3 separate regions of the Mus musculus genome follow, and all the other regions are linked to region 1. The links are chromatin contacts, called in public HiChIP or PLAC-seq and Micro-C maps. All regions are on one chromosome and are shown on one strand. Each heading gives the region's core, a stretch centred on a gene start, on an enhancer-like site or on the middle of the called end of the contact. The rest is flanking DNA. Distances are from core to core; before and after follow the strand shown. Region 1 overlaps Nup214 (nucleoporin 214). Region 2 has its middle 33 kb from the start of Slc25a25. Region 3 overlaps Fubp3 (far upstream element (FUSE) binding protein 3).

The links. Hi-C and Micro-C count contacts between places; a contact is called where the count stands out from the background. HiChIP or PLAC-seq counts read pairs in DNA pulled down with a chosen protein or histone mark.
Region 2: a contact with region 1 is called in an H3K27ac HiChIP or PLAC-seq map of embryonic stem cells, with 4 times the contacts expected there. The contact joins two enhancer-like sites.
Region 3: a contact with region 1 is called in a Micro-C map of embryonic stem cells, with 2.8 times the contacts expected there. The contact joins two enhancer-like sites. A contact is called at or near these places in 4 of 39 promoter capture datasets (hippocampal neurons, liver and pre-B cells), 4 of 484 Hi-C or Micro-C datasets (all in embryonic stem cells) and 1 of 9 other capture datasets (embryonic stem cells).

What each region holds. Positions count from the first base shown.
Region 1 is chr2:32,005,577-32,009,050 of GRCm38.p6, reverse strand. Nup214 (nucleoporin 214) reads right to left here. Exons shown (of 36, transcript NM_172268.2): 18 at 2,259-2,362. Among named protein-coding and RNA genes, the nearest start is that of Gm13609, 10 kb to the left of the region's middle. Within about 2 kb of position 1,565, at least 18 of the 459 cell types and tissues checked have an H3K27ac peak or open chromatin away from gene starts, as enhancers often do. A contact at or near this core is called in embryonic stem cells, where this site is marked.
Region 2 is chr2:32,483,219-32,486,692 of GRCm38.p6, reverse strand. No RefSeq gene overlaps it. Among named protein-coding and RNA genes, the nearest start is that of Slc25a25, 33 kb to the right of the region's middle. Within about 2 kb of position 1,527, at least 24 of the 459 cell types and tissues checked have an H3K27ac peak or open chromatin away from gene starts, as enhancers often do. A contact at or near this core is called in embryonic stem cells, where this site is marked.
Region 3 is chr2:31,616,334-31,619,807 of GRCm38.p6, reverse strand. Fubp3 (far upstream element (FUSE) binding protein 3) reads right to left here. Exons shown (of 18, transcript NM_001033389.4): 18 at 2,282-3,474. Among named protein-coding and RNA genes, the nearest start is that of Mir6998, 5.6 kb to the right of the region's middle. Within about 2 kb of position 1,752, at least 11 of the 459 cell types and tissues checked have an H3K27ac peak or open chromatin away from gene starts, as enhancers often do. A contact at or near this core is called in embryonic stem cells, where this site is marked.

The DNA.
Region 1 (3,474 bases), core at 316-2,815:
TGATGTTCAACAGAAACTTTCAGTTTTATTTCCTTTTCTCGGACCCACTGAGAAGAACAAGGCAGCCAAGAGAGTGAACTTGAGCTCTGCGGAAAGGGACCTGATCAGTGCCGTGCAGCGAGGAGATGGCTGGGGCAGTAACAGTAAAGAAAGCTCGTTTCTGGTAGCATGTGCAGTCTCAGAAAGCCTACTTCTAGGCAAAGCAACGTGTATGAGGGTTAACACACTCATGCTTTTCTGGAGTACTTCCTCGTTCTCAGCACACAGCATTCTATTCCTTCTACAAAGCACAAGCACAAACCAGACCATGACAGGCAGCTGCAAGCTCGCCCGTCTTCAGCATCACTTTAAACAGCCACCTTAATTAATTTTCCCTCATGCTCATGCTTACATTCCCAGCCCTTGGGAGACTGAGGCAGGAGGAATGCCAAGCACCCAAGGCCTTCGGGACAATAAACGGTGAGAGCATTTCTCAAAATGCTAATCAAACAAACAAACCAAAAAAAAAAAAAAGTGGGGGTGGGAAGAAAAATATTTTCTCAAAAGGACAACTTGGAAAACTAACAAATGTACAAGAGGACTGCTCTCTGTTTTCTAAGGTGTGTTTACTTAGTGTGTGTCAGAGTATGAGCACTATGAACATACAGAGCTTGTGCAAAGAAGATGGTCAGATTCCTTGAAGCTGGAGTTACAGGCAGCTGTGCAGTACCCAATGTGGGTGATGGGAATTGAACTCAGGTCCTCTGGAAGATCAGCCAGGACTGTTAACCATTGAGCCATCCTATCCAATCCCATGGGGAATTCTCTTTTTTTTCCATTGTTCTAGGTTTATTTGATGTTTTCCTTGGCATGACACTTGGGTGGTTGGTTCCATCATCCATATTTCATTTCACATAATAATATTGAAATAATCTTACATTTCACAAAATATTGCAATGTACACCACAGACACATAACACATAAATTATCCTGTAGCACAGTTATGTACAAGATATGCATATGAAAGGAAATAAAACTGTAATTCATGTAATGTATGTCAAATAGCCCAAAGAGTTGTTTGTGAGCTTTGAAACCTGGGGCTGAGAACATAGCAGAACAGACCAGGACATGCCCGGGCAGGCCCATCGCCTCCCTATCTCCTACCCCTCTGACCTAAGTTAAATGTTACAGCTGATGTTTAAATGGACCAATCATGTGAAACCGCGCCAATTCCTCCCCCAGCCCCACTCCTTTTCTATAAAAACCCCTAGCTTCCAAGCCTCGTGGTCGAATCCACTGTCTCCTGTTATGTGAGATACGTTTCGACCCGGAGCTCCGCCATTAAAAACCTCTTGTTGTTACATCAAGGTGTTGTGTTCTATTCGTGATTCTTGGGTGCACGCCGAATCGGGAGCTGAGTGGGGGTTTCCCCACTGAGTTCTTTCACATAATGGACTTAGACACTGCAGCCAGGTTATGACTAACTGGGAACTCGCTGGCCTAGGCATGTTTGATATGGGCGCGCAGCTCAGCAATGCAGCAGGCTTACAGGATAACTGAAGCCTGCACAGTTGGCAGTGTGTCTTGGAGACAGTGGGACTGTCACACTAGCCATGTTACCACTACACAAGTCCCACCTGGCAGCAGGGTGGAGCTGTGAGGTGCTTCTGTGAATCTCCCCACAGATCTGCTTCCTCTCTCCAACACTTGTACCTTCCCACTGAAAACATCTGAAATGCTTTTCAATTATTTTATACGTTTGATACAAGATAAAAATCATTCAATGTAATTCCTCAAGAACATGTTATCGGTGGCAACAAAGGGTAACGTATACCTTCTTGATGTTTGGGCTTTGACAATTGAAATGCTAGACATTGAACATGTGGTATAGACACACAGAAGTCAACTGCCTTATCCCCGAGCTACTCTCAACCCTTACAAAATGCATATTCTTTTTTTTGTTTGTTTTCGAGACACGGTTTCTCTGTATAGCCCAGGCTGGCCTTGAACTCAAAGATTCATTCACCTGCCTCTGCTTCCCAAGTGCTCGCATTAAAGGCGTGCACCACCACGCCCAGTTAAAATTCAAGTTATCATTTTAAAATTCCATGCATAAGATGTGATGCAAACTCATTTATATAAATTACAACGGCCATCACTCAGGGTTTTGTAAATGATACATGTAAAGGTGAAATGGCTAAGCAGGAGGAAAGGTGCCTGTGAGATTTTTACTTGTGCTCCTACAAAAAGCGGAGGGGATAACATGTCCTCGCCCTCACCTCTGTCTCTTCTTCTGCTCCAGATGCCGATCCCACTCTAAGTCTAGGACGTCATTCACATCCTGGACAGCAAATTTCACGTACTGGTGAAGGCGGCGAATTTCCTACAAGAGAAAAATTAAAAGGCAAATGATTCATTGTTCTGGTAGCTAGCTGGGTAGCTGGGGGGAAGATGCATTAAAGTATTCAAAAATAATCTTGAAATATTTCTATATTGAGAACTGTATGAACAAGGAAAACACTAGGCTTTAATATATCCATTAAATAAAAGCCATTTAATAAAATGAAAAACGGAAATTCCATTTCTGCAGTAGTGTAACAGAGATGGAGCAGAGACTGGGGGAGAGGATGAGAGGAACAGACGCACCCACTTCCTCTCCCCTGCTGCCCCTGGGAAGGGTGGGACTTGCAGGAGCAGCCCACTATGCTCACTCACAGTGCGCCCATTTAGTTCTCCTCCCCCATTATGAAATGAACTGTCAAGTAGACAAGCTGATTCAACAATTGGTGCTGGGAATACCTCTGACCCTAGATATTCATAGCACAGAACATACAGGCCATCTCACCATTTGAGAAGCACTATTCAAAAATACACAATGCTATCCATACTGGAAGTCAACTCACCACACCTAAAACTCCAACAGGCTGCTAAGCCTGTAATAACACTCTTTCAGCTGGGGGCACAGCTAACCTTCATGGCTATACGATTTTTCACTCAAAAATTAAAAATGGAGCTAATTATTTAATCAACGAAGTATACAGGCACTGAGAACAGCCCAGGAGGCTCTTCACACATGGCACTTATCTGACTGTGGGGAAATGTATTTCACACACATTCTGAGAAAAGTGTTCTGTCTCAACCATAAAACAGAAAATGTCATTTAGAAAGAGCCAAGCTGAATCCAGGGAGGCAGCGGCCTCAAAGGCATTCAATGACCATAGAAGGCTTTCTTTCACCCACCTCAGCCATGACCTCAGGCCTGCACTAGCTGATGCCCTTTCTTCCGAACACGTGCCAACTGGGTGGAGCAGCACCTTCTTCAAAGGCAGGCTGCAACATTTTGCAGTGGCTTCCACCTTGTCATCTGTGGTCCCATGGCAATATACCCCACATGAAAATTGTACGTCCACCTTCCTGATTGTAGCACAGGGGCTAAGGGCATGGCGCAGGCTCTGTTAGTTATGAGCCGCAGTCTGCACTGCAGCACCACCCCTG
Region 2 (3,474 bases), core at 278-2,777, 480 kb before region 1:
TAAAGGATGCAGAGATGTCAGTAAATCACTCTGGACAGGGCTTCAGGGAACAGCATCTGCTGTATTACACACCAGCAAGCACTCATATCGCGGAAGCTATCGTCTGTGACTGGTTAGCACATTACCTCAGACTGGACAGTGAGCGCCCATACCACCAGGATCTCGGTGCGAGAGAAGCACATAAAAAGAGATGTGGAGAGGGCAGCCTCAGCAGGCCAGCTCCCAACTGTCAGGCTACTTCAGAATCCTCTGTTCTGACTTCTGGGCATACTCATGAGCATGGTACACCGTGCTTCTTATTTAGAAGTGCCATGTGCCGGGCAGGCTGGCTGCCAGGTCAGGCCCACACTTTCTCCTACAGATAAGTCTCCGGTGCTAGTACTTACCCAGACAACTACTTTGATAACACAGGAGCTGTGAGGAGCCAACTGGGGAGAGAGACAATGTGAGAGGCAGAGGCCAGAAAAGAAAGCATCCTGCGGCTGGAGGTAGAAAGTTAGGGCTTCATGCCGTGACAAGCGGCCAGTGTGGCTGGCATGGGATGGATGAGAAGACAGGAGCTAGAGATGGATGCTAGAATGGGGTTGATCTGTTGGAATCAGCCTCCAAAATACAGTGAAGGAGGGGCACTGCTGAGTTTCAGACTGAGAAAAACATTGCAATATAAGAATTAGCTCAGGGGCTGGAGAGAGGGCTCAGCGGTTAAGAGCGCCGACTAATCTTCCATAGGTCATGAGTTCAAATCCCAGCAGCCACATGATGACTCACAACCATCCGTAATGAGCCATCTGAAACCCTCTTCTGGTGTGTCTGAAGACAGCTACAGTGTACTCACATATAATAATAAATAAATCTTTGGGCAGGAGTGAGTGGAGACAGAGCAACTACATGATGTCTCACAACCATCTGTCTGTCACAACTGTCTGTCCAGCTACAGTGTACTCCCATACAGAAAATAAATCAATTAGTTCATGCTCCTGTAATCCTAGCACTCAGAAGATCAAGGCAAGAAGATCAGGAGCTCCAGGCTAGTCTGGGCTACACAGTGAAGCCTTGTTTCACTCAATCCACCAATAAGACTTCAAGGCACAGAAAGTAGTCTGGTAGACATGGGATTCAGGTCTGCTTGGCTCCTACCTCTGAGCTCTCGGCCCCTCTGGCTGAGAAGCAGAGTGAACCAATCTACTTTCAAATCTGATCACCTCAGGAAGTGGGGACCTAAGAAGGGGGAAGGAGCTTCCCCTAAGCGGTACAGGGGGTCAGGGTCTATTTCAGAGATGAGGTCTCCAGGGTCCCAGGCTCCACACCCACACTCAGCTCCGGCAGCCAGGCCAGGCCAGGCCCCTGCTCCAGTTCTGAGGCCCAGAGAAACCATTTGGTGTTTGGAGAACAAAGGGCTGCTCCCTGCGTTCCAGGAAGCGGTGTCAGCTGGGGCCAGGTTCTTGGTCTGTACTGGTGGTGGCTGGTTTCAGCCACCTAGGTCTCTCCTACCCCATGCAGGCTCCAAGTGGACCTGGACTCCTCCGGAGGCATCGGGTGACACCTGCCCTACCCTAAGCTCTGTCCACCCTGCTGAGCACAGGGTGAAATCTAGGACTGTGACTCTTCAGTCCTGTTGCATTTTCCACCAGAGCTTGTGCTCAGAGACCAAAGGGCTCGGGGACACAGAGTCCAGGGGATGGTTCTCGAATCCATGGCCAGCCAGCCAAGCAGGCCTGCAGCCCCTCCCCTCAGCCCAACCCCAAGACCAAAGATCTTAGGGCAGACAGTTCACTGCTCTGGCTTGCTTATTCTAGAATGAAGCTGCTGAGTCAAAAGAACTTGCATTCATTCATTCATTCGTTCGCTCGTTCATTCATTCATCTATTTGTTTGTTTGTTTGTTTATTGGCAAGCTTTCACTACATAGACCAGGCTGGTTTCGAACTCACAGAACTTGTCCTGCATCTGCCTATGGACTTCTGAGAGTAAAGATGTGGACCACGGTGGCCAGTACATTTATTTATTTCTAATTCTCCCTGTGTATATCTGGCTGGCGGTAGATCTCAGAAATCACTATGTAAACCAGGATAGCCTTGTTCTTGCTGTGATCTGCCTGCCCCTGTCTTAGGAGTGCTAGAACTACAGGAATGCATTACCATGCCTGGTTAATTTTGTTTAAAAAAAAAATTAAAAATCCTTTGTGTTTGTGTACACATGCAGAGGTGTGGGCATCGGTGTGTCAAGGCTTGTGGAGGTCAGATCACAGCTGTAGGAGGGCATTTCTCACCTGCTGGCCTATTTGAGACTGTGTGTTCACTGTGGCATGTGACAGGCTATGTGGCCCCTGGGATTCTCTGGCTTCTGTGACTTTCTCACCTATGGGATGCTGGAATTCCGGATGCTGAGAACCACCTTGTCTGGCTTTACATGGGATCTCATCTCTGGTCCACACACTTGGATGTGAGAGGAGTTGCTTAGGGATAAGGATGGGGGATTGCTGGGAGTGGGCAAGGCTACAGAAGAGCACCAAGAACTTGGGGGTCATGGAGGTTTGCATGATCGATCATTCCCATCACCAGGTGTACACTCCATCATCAAATTACTACACATATGGACTTTATTGTATGTCAGTGATACTTCAACAAAACTAGAAAAATAAATTAAATAAATACAGATAACTAGGCCCCACCAGGCCTTTCTAATGACCCCAGCTTCTATACAAGGTCCTGGGCAATTCAAAAGGCTTCCAAGGAGTCACTTTTCAGCTTGTTAGCTACAATCAGACATTTAAAACAATAATTAATAAGCGGGTGGAGCCGGGTGTGGTGGCACATGCCTTTGATCCCAGCACTTGGGAGGCAGAGGCAGGCAGATTTCTGAGTTTGAAGCCAGCCTGGTCTACAGAGTGAGTTCCAGGACGGCCAGGGCTACAGAGAAACACTGTCTCGAAAAACCACAAAAAAAAAAAAAAAAAAAAAAAAAAGGCGGGTGGAGAGATGGCTCAGTGGTTAAGGCTATTTGCTGCTCGTCCCAAGGACTTGGGTTTGGTTTCCAGCACTTGTATCAGGTACTTCACTACACCTGCAACTCTGGCTCCAGGGGATCCTAAGAGCTCCTCTGATGTCCACAGCACACAGTTGGCAGACACACAAATATACACACAAATAAAATTTTAGATTAAATAAAAACAAACACTTTAATAAATAAGGCTTCCTAGGTATTTTGGTGCCTCCCCAAATTAGTTCGAGGCCAGCCTGGTCCACAGAGGGAGCTAGTGAGTTCCAGGACAGCCACAGCTACACAGAGAAACCCTGTTTTGAAAAACCAAAAACCTCACTGGCCTCTGAAGGTACTGCACCTTTTGTGCGTGCACGCAAGTGTGCACCCCTCCCAACAATTAAAAAAAAATAAGTCCTTCTTAAAAATATTTTGTTATACAAGGAGAGGTTTAAGTAGGGGGTGGCCTGGCCTGCTGCCGATAGAGGGTGTTACC
Region 3 (3,474 bases), core at 503-3,002, 390 kb after region 1:
GCACCTGCCCCTTTGAGTCTGTGTCAAGGTGTAGGTCAGTACCTTCCAGCCTTGGGTCCAGTATGGAAAGGGTGAGCACTCCCTTTTGGAACTTGGAGAAAGGCTTAAGACAAAGCCCAAGATAACCATGCAAGCACCCTGGCTCAGCAGCCCCCTGTGGGATTGTCAGACCACTTTCTGGCCATTAATCTGAGTCCTTCAGGAGCAGTTGCATTGCATTAGCTCAACCTAAACCCCAGCTGGGCCCTGGAGGGCTGGAAGTGGGCCTGGGAAACAGCAGTCCGGGAGCCAGCTGGAGCCGGGCTCCCGCATGTCCAGTGCCCCTTGGTCCGGGCACTTCAGCACACCATCTGTATGCCTGTGGGGCCATAGGACAGATACATGGGTGATCACCATCTAAGATGGTCCCACTGAGGCATAAGACTGCCTCCTACTTGACAGGCCAGGGGCGGTTATGGAGGTGCATGTCTTGGAGGATGGAGAATTCCTCACTCCAGTTCCAATTTGGATGGGGCTGCTTCAGTTCAGCGGAAGTCCTGCTGAATCCTGATTGTGGGCAGAGCCAGCATGGGTGTGGCAAGGTGGGTGTTGGGGGAGCCCTCTGAAGACAGACCAGGCACCACCCACTCCTACCTCGCCAAACACATACTGCCCTCCATGATGACCATGCAGCTTTCTTAATGGAACACAACCGCTGAACCTGGTACATTTCAAGCACTTTAGCCTTCCAGGACGACAGACTGCTGATGGAAACCATCTTCAGAGGGCGGGCGCCATGTTAATGAGAGGCCAAATTTCATATGCTTGCAAACTTTCCCCCCTGCGGCCTGCTGCTCTGCACACCCCACCCCCCAACAGAAGATTGCATCAGAGGGAAAGAGAGATTTCCATAATTTATAGTACGGCATTTCACTGGGGACAAACGCTAATCTGTACTTACCGATACATTTAAGAAAATGCATCCTCCCGCAAGCCTGCGCCATTTATGACTCTTGGCACAAACCGCAATGCTCAGTCTTCAATTAAGGGACACCTTAGGGTTCATTATCACACAATTGCTCCCTGTGAGCCATGCCAAATGCTGTTTTGGCACTGAGCATGGAAGATGAATTAGAAGGAAGTCTTCCCTGTAATGCCCTCTCCAACTTGCATTACTGCCATCAGCGCTGCTGCCCTTGTGGCTGGCCCTCCCCCTCCCCAGTGGCTTTCACTATTCAATTTCTCAATGTCAAACTCGATTCTCTAGAGGTGTAGTTAAAGATGCCACATCTCCTTTTTGTCTTCCGGCTCTCAACAGGCCTCAGTGTGGCCCAGATGGGACATTCTCCATACCATTTTGGGCTAAAGGATCCACAGATGTGTCTCTCATTCTCAAGTGTGTGGTGGAGACAAGGCACACAAACACATGCACGTTATCGTAATGGGCCTGTTGTATGTTCACACACACACACACACACACACACACACACACTCTAATGGGTCTACTATTTCTCTTTCGATATATACAAACACACACCAGGAAGAGGGTTCTGAGCAAGGACTGGTGACTGACTACACTGGGACAATTCCATAGTATGTAAGTACAGGGTGAAGGCTGAGCCAGGCAGATGCCCTGGTAAGAAACTAAATTTCAAACCAGTTGCTTTCAAACAGAGATAGAAAACAGCCAGCAAGGCTGCCTTTCCCCCTCTGGGCCCTGTGGTAGGCCTGCGGTAGGTGGGGTTGTATTCTTGTTTTCTCAGAACAAAAGGGATGCATCTGCTGCAGTCTCAGAGTCCTACCTGGGCCTGCTGGGAAGATTTCACTGGGGACAAACGCTAATCTGTACTTACCGATACATTTAAGAAAATGCATCCTCCCGCAAGCCTGCGCCATTTATGACTCTTGGCATGGGTGAGTGGGCCTTGAGGGTGCCACAGGCAGGGAGACCGCCTAGGCGCGCGCACACACAGGGCAGGGCTGGTGTGCTTTTAGGTGAGAACATGCCACCTCAGAGTGGGGGGTGGGGAGGGTCTCAGCTCAGTGGGGTGCTGACCCATTGGCTTCCTCAGGGACCACACCTTTCTCAGGACCAAGCAGGACTGTTCTCGCTCAGATGCTGTCACTGTGAAGGCCGGTCCTTAGTGTGGCCTTAAGTCAAAGGGTCAAGTGTAAAGCTGCCACATAAAACGAACTTTACTTCAGAAGTCCCCAGAGGCTGTGTATATCAAAGAGTTGGGCTGATGCAGAGCCATTATCAGCTAGGCAGGGCAAGAGACAGGGGCCAGCAAACAAAACAGACTAAGAACACTTTGCCCACAAGACATCTTGTGGAAATTTTATTATATAGAGTGTAAAATGAATTGTCAGTCAAATAAAAAGAACATCTTTAAAAAACAACATGCATAACATTTCCAATGCCTTTTTAATAGTTAGACATTTCAAGCATCATAAGGAAAACAAGAACGGCAAACCGTAACGAGCACGTTTCAAACGGAATGTTCCTCAGGTCAATCCAAAATGCAGGAAAAAATAGCTTCAACTCCGTGTTTCCTTTAAAAATACATGTTATCTGTACAGATACACTACAGTAAACATTGGAAATCATAGTATCCCTTTTATTAAATCAAAATTATTTAACTCATACTGTTGTTAATACTAGATTTATTTATTTATCTAGTTAATTTGACAAATATTAAGAAAATATTTAAGGAAAAAAAGCAAAAACACCCTGGAATTAAAAAATAGTTACTACATTTTTTTATATGGTTTAATGTCCACAGTGTTTGTTAAAAGTTATATTGAATTTCTTTTTAATATTAAAAATAACAGTATTTATATTTCTGAGAATAGAGAAAGGCTTTTTGTTTTTAAAACCAGCTTGGAGGTCTTAGACACACAACTGCCCTGGATAATGGAGACGAGCAGCTTACACGAAGGCAGACCGCGTCTCTGCATCACCATCAAAACGCTAGAAATGACATAACCCACAAATGACCCTCCCGCAACACAAGGACCCGTCTCAGTTCAAAATTCACATCATTAATTACAATACATAATAGTTCAGTTTTTTTTAAAAAATGCAATAAAACCAGACAGCCAAGATACAAGAAATTAGAGGTGAAACACAATGAATTTACATTTACGAATATTTAAATACTGCTTCAAAAATTTTTAAAGAATTTGTTACATTACCACCTAAGACTTCCAAGCCATTTTTTCTGTTGTAACAGAAAAAAAAAAAAAAAAAAGGGAAAACAAAAACCAAAACCAAAAACCCAACAACAACAACAACAACAACAACAACAAACCCACCCCAAACTGTAACTAAAAAGACACAAGACAAAGCCATCGTGTGATGAAATGCCAGGCTCCGAGGAGAGCTTGGGCACCCGAGCTTGCAGGTTTCGCTCCAAGAGCCCCGGAGCTCACACATTTACAAAGAAATCATGACGTAAAAATTACCAGCAATGTTTAGTAACTAATTTTCCCAAT